Regions from separate parts of the Astyanax mexicanus genome. Here region 1 is linked to region 2. Evidence: chromatin contacts called from public Hi-C data. All regions are on one chromosome and are shown on one strand. The core of a region is the stretch at or near the end of the contact, and the rest is flanking DNA. Distances in the headings are between cores, read along the strand shown. Region 1 holds the start of umad1 (UBAP1-MVB12-associated (UMA) domain containing 1). Region 2 overlaps glcci1a (glucocorticoid induced 1a).

What was found. Hi-C and Micro-C count contacts between places; a contact is called where the count stands out from the background.
Region 1: a Hi-C map of muscle shows a contact between it and region 2, with 6 times the contacts expected there. The contact joins the promoter of umad1 here to the enhancer-like site in region 2. A contact is called at or near these places in 2 of 3 Hi-C or Micro-C datasets (blood and muscle).

The regions. Positions count from the first base shown.
Region 1 is chr3:35,614,356-35,617,199 of AstMex3_surface, forward strand. It overlaps umad1 (UBAP1-MVB12-associated (UMA) domain containing 1), which reads right to left and starts at 1,403. Exons shown (of 4, transcript XM_015602235.3): 1 at 1,186-1,403; 2 at 876-961. The coding sequence starts at 957. rpa3 (replication protein A3) reads left to right here and starts at 2,751. Exons shown (of 4, transcript XM_049476424.1): 1 at 2,751-2,844.
Region 2 is chr3:35,541,124-35,543,823 of AstMex3_surface, forward strand. All of the region lies in intron 3 of glcci1a (glucocorticoid induced 1a), which reads right to left. Among protein-coding and RNA genes, the nearest start is that of rims3, 36 kb to the left of the region's middle. Within about 2 kb of position 1,293, the one cell type or tissue checked has an H3K27ac peak away from gene starts, as active enhancers do.

The sequences.
Region 1 (2,844 bases), core at 153-2,652, 73 kb after region 2:
ACTTAGGCTACTTTCACATTGCTAGGCTGAAGTGACTCAAATCTGATTTGAAAAAAAAAATGGATTTGGCATGTTCACACAGCCATGAAAAAATCAGATCTGAGCCACACTGAGCAAAAAAATCTGATTTGTGTCACTTCAACCTGGTAATGAGAATGTAGCCGTTCATGGCTGTGTGAATGTGCCAAATCAGTCAACTGAGTCAGTTGTATATGTGGTCCTAAATCGGATACGTATCCGATTCGTGAACATGTGGCATGAATGTGAACGGTAAAATCGGAATTCATGCGTCTTTATGCTTTTAAGCATGCGCTACGTGCTTCTCTCTCGTTCCCACACATCTCTAGGTGCAGCTGTGCATCTATAGCTGCAAAAACAGCAAAAGCAAACCACTGGCCTTTTTTTACATCCTCGACCTGAGCATGTTCTTCAGATGAGCTATTTGCTCTCTACTTGAGCAAAATATTCTTCACATATATGGGCTGCTAACGCATCTATTTCACCTTAATAAAGCTACGAGCCGTCACTCAAATATGTCGTTTTTTTGTTGTTGGTGAAGAAGGCGATGTTTATACACGTATCGATGTGCGCATCCGATCTGAGCAAAAAATCGGATTTAAGCAATGTATTTATTATTTTATCGACTGGGCAAAAATACGTACTTTTTTTTATTCAGTTGCGATTTTTTTAATAATTCACATTAACATTTAGTCCCCTTTGAGCTTTTTATATAAGTGTTTTTTCAACATCCTTCCTGACAAAAAAAAAATAAAACTGAAAAATGAGTCACTTCCTTTCCAGAAATCTCATTTTACAGCACACGGCCGACTTTTATTGTTTCAATTCTGAACCAGTCCTTAAACTATAAAACTCACCAATAATAACGAACCCATCTGAATCTTTCTCGGTCGGAGACTTTTTCGTCGAGTCTTTCTTAAACCCGAAGAAACTCAACATCTTCCTAAAACCGAAACAGAAAGAGAGTCAGGTTAACAAGTGAGCTTAGCCACTGTTAGCTATGTCTGCTAAACAGAGGATAATCAAACACATGAGCTCATTTATATCAGTACAACTGCACCGTTTTACGACATAAACTAGAGTAAAACACTGAGTTTAACAGGATTTAAAGAGAACTAACACACAGTGAGAACAAACAAACACGACACCATGACATTCAACACTCACCCAGAACCGCTCTGATTCCTTTAACTACAGAAAAACACGAACCTGGTCTAACTAATTAAACTGATATAACTCTAACAGACTGATACAGTCACTCCGCTGACACTCTCTATCCCTTCATTTTAATATTTTCGCATTTTACGGCAAGTTTACAGCTTAAAAAGTTGTTGAAGTTTTTTTTTCTGTTTACATCCAGCTGCTCCGACTCTTCAATTTTACAGTCCGACTGGAAACAGAGCCCGGAGAGGCTGGATAAAAAAAAAAAATGATTTACTCTAATATTGATGTTAAATACACATGATACTTATGTATAATTTAATATATATTTAAAATGTCTAAAACTAAAATATTTATATTAGAAAATATTTAGCTTTCAACGAAACAAAAAAAAAACATTTAGTAAATATATAGTGTGATTATTTCCAAATAACTTAATTATTGTAATTTATTTTTCATTACAATTGTATAGATGAAAAAAACTAAAAAAATATTAACCTAGACCACATTACGAACGTTTTTTTAGTTCCTGGTAGGAACTAAAATACTGAAACGGTGTTCTGTCGAGTTTTGCTACCCATCGATATGTGCTTGTTTAGGACAGTGCGCATGCGCCGACCAACATTTTTAAATATGTTTTCACGTTTTTCATGATAATTCCTTAAAGATTTTATTGGGCGCATTACACAACCTGCATGTAAATAGCAGTTGAGAATAATAATAAACTATAACACTATAAAAACGGTTTCTAATCACGTATATGCCTTTAACTTTTTAACTTAACCTGATACATTTATTTAGCCTATCCACATATCATACCTAGACTTCTACTGAGAGTTTTTTTTAATAATGTTTGTAATATGGTGCTGTTTTTGCATGTTTAACTTATTAATCAATAAATAGTACTAGGGTATCACGGTTTGACAAGGTAGCACAACTCGACAGAACACCTGCCCACTTCCTACTTCCCTCGTCTAATCCGAAATGACTAGTAAACGCTAGAGGGAGCCCGCGACCGTATCCTGGAGATAAAAAGAACTAATTGGCTAAAGTATCAAATAGTAACGAACAACTTGTCTAGGATTTTCATTTCAAAAGTAGAAAAGTATTTTTCTAAAATAGCAAAGCAAACGCAACTGCATATTTTCTTTTTTCTACAGTAAACAGTTTTAAAAAACTGTTTAATAACAAAAAAATAGGTTATACATACAAAGCATGTGCATTTAACATCAAAACAGCAATACATAAACATGTTTTATTCAGCACATATTGGTTATACATGCAAATAATGTTTTATTTAATATAATTAAATTTTATATATAGTTCTAAAGTGAGCACATTCAAGATTGTATTATAATTTCCAGTAGAAGGCAAAACATTTAGTAAAGTTGCTGTAGTAGATGTAGTATGACTATTTCCATATTATTGCCATTAAATTGTCATTATAATTTTTATAGACGGTAAAAACAGTTTAATAACATTAATATCAGCCACATTGTGAATTTATGTTCGGGTAGGAACTAAAGTGCTGAGCCGGGTTTTGACCCGCTCGGAAACACGTGAAGCAAAAAAGGAAGTACGTCAGAATTTCCCGGGATAATTTTTGACATCTTTTTGGCGCGGTTTGTGTTTGTGAGTCGCAGTGTTTTTTTTCAGGCAGTAGTT
Region 2 (2,700 bases), core at 43-2,542:
AAAAATGTAACTGGTTTGTGTAATTCAAACCACCAACATGGTTTAAATAAATACATTTAAAGTAGATCCAAAACTCATCTTCAGCCTGAGAAAAAAACTCTGCACATCTTACTACACAACTATTTTACTAAATGCAACAATTAAAAAAATAGAAAAAATCTTGAAATGTTCAATTGAACTTAAAGTATAAAACATTTTTACATTTTTTCACACATTAAGAATCATTACTGGTATCAGTCATTCTAGCAAAGCGTCTACTTTCATTGTTTTGTAAATATGCCAAAACATGTCTGGACACGTTCTGCTCTTATACATTTACAGTAGCTACTGCTAGAATTGGTTAGTGACTATTTCAACACTTGCTCATTTCACTATAGTAACAGTAGCTAAACAAAGCACACTGCTAACAGGGGTTTGCTCTCAGGAAGTAATCATTGAGATTAGAAACAACAGCAGCAGTGAATAAGGTGTGAATTACTTTAGCCATTTTAGTTTACACCCAATCATTCATATAGGCCCTGTTTTCGTACTGAGATGTTTTTTTAAAATAACTGCTGAGTCATAGTCAAAGCTTTAGGCCTTTGCTTTGGTTCACACCCTGGCCTTTTTTTTCACACAGATAGCTTGAGCTAAACATAGCATAGTATACTGCTCACATGCACCCAATCTTTTTAAGGCCAACATAAACCTGTTTCCAATTTCTAAGTACACTTTTCTTTTGTAAAATAATAATATGATGTAAAATAATGAATATTGTTCTGTTCCAATATCTTATCTTAAACTAGCAATTCAGTTCAATAATACAGGTTTTGTTTAAGTTACATCCTTTAAAAGCCACATCCTCTAAAGTAGACCACTATTCTTTTGGGTGATATATTGTGCCAAAAATAATTTATATTATTGTTCTTTTAAGGTATTTTTTTGTAAATTCGGCTATTCCTTATACACAATAGTAGTGAGAGTAACAGGACTATAAACAATACAGCATGCTGTTAGCCTGACATAATGATTAAGTAATAAGATAATTTTCCCCCACAAACCCTGAAAATAAAAGCAGTCATGGGATGATTTGCTCATGGGGAGAAAAAAAGCTATCTGTGGTTTGTGCCTGATAAAACAGTACTCATGATATTATTTAAGGGTTTAAAGATAAAGAAACCATCTGACTATGATGAAGAGCTTAACCATTATACTGAGAAATGCCAGCGTTTAAGTAAAGAAACGGCAAGAGGTTTTTACTACAGCTGCAAACCCCCCCAACACACACAAACACACACACACACACACACACACACACACAACCCTCTCATGAGCTTTTTATAGATTTATCGATTACGCATGTATCTGCCTCTGTTGTAAACTCTTATAAGAGTGTGCTACCTCTCTCAAGTCTATATCAATATAAATGTGCATTTTTTGTGTAGCAGCATAGTTGTTTAAATTTCATACACAAGCTGTTTATTAATACATTTTTCAAAAAATTACTTTGAATTAACACATTATTACAAATATAGAGGAACAGTAAGCTTCCCTTTCATGTAGTTTTTATACACTGGTGTTTTTGCCATGTCCACTGTACTGTCCGGATAAGTTAAATAATTTGTTCAAAAATTTTAAATAATTTAGACATTTCAATTAAAGTATTGGTCAAAATTTTGGGCACATCTTAAATTCAGTGGTTTTTCATTATTTTTTGTGTATTGTAGATTAATACTATAGTCATTCAAACTAGTATCAGTTATCAGTTAATAATTTTTGGAGATATTACTTAATCATTTAACAGTGTTTATTACTGTTGTAAGTAGTTCTTTGTGACCCTTATCATAAAGTGTTACTGACACTTCTATAAAAGACACATTCTATAAAAAAAAAAAAAAACATAAAATATTTAGACATTTTAATTACAGTATCGGTCAAAAGTTGTTTTTTTTCTTAAAGTCATTTAAGAAAATAATTTTAAAATAAAATTTTCTCTACTGTAGATTAATACTTAAGTCACCAATTCAAACTATGAAGAAAAAACATTGAATAGTAAACAAAAAAGTGTTAAGTCAATACGAACTTTCACAGTATCCTCAAGTGCAGTCGCAAATCCAATCAAAAACGTTATGATTAAACTGGCTCTCATCAGGACTGCCCCAGAAAAAGGAAGACCATCAGTTCATCAGAGTTACCAGCCATCAGAGTGTTTTGGTTTTAAGTTTATTCCTTAAAAGTCTGGATGATTTCATTATCAATTTACTATGTAGGAAAAAACACTGAATGAGAAAGTATACACTTTTCATTTTCAAAAAAATATCTATTTATATTATTATATAATTTATTATTATATATTTAAGCTTCTCACACACTCTCGCACACACTCACGCACACACTCACGCACACACACTCACACACACACACTCACGCACACACTCACGCACACACTCACGCACACACTCACGCACACACTCACGCACACACTCACGCACACACTCACGCACACACTCACACACACACTCACACACACACTCACACACACACTCACACACACACTCACACACACACTCACACACACTCACACAGATGATTCAGTGGACACATTACTGTCCCAGCCCTTACGTCCACGCAGGCTTTATTGTTTGGGAGTTTGGAGGAGCAGAGATGAGGAGGCCATAAATTGTGTGGGGGGGTGAAAGAGGAAGTGGGTCGTTACTGGAC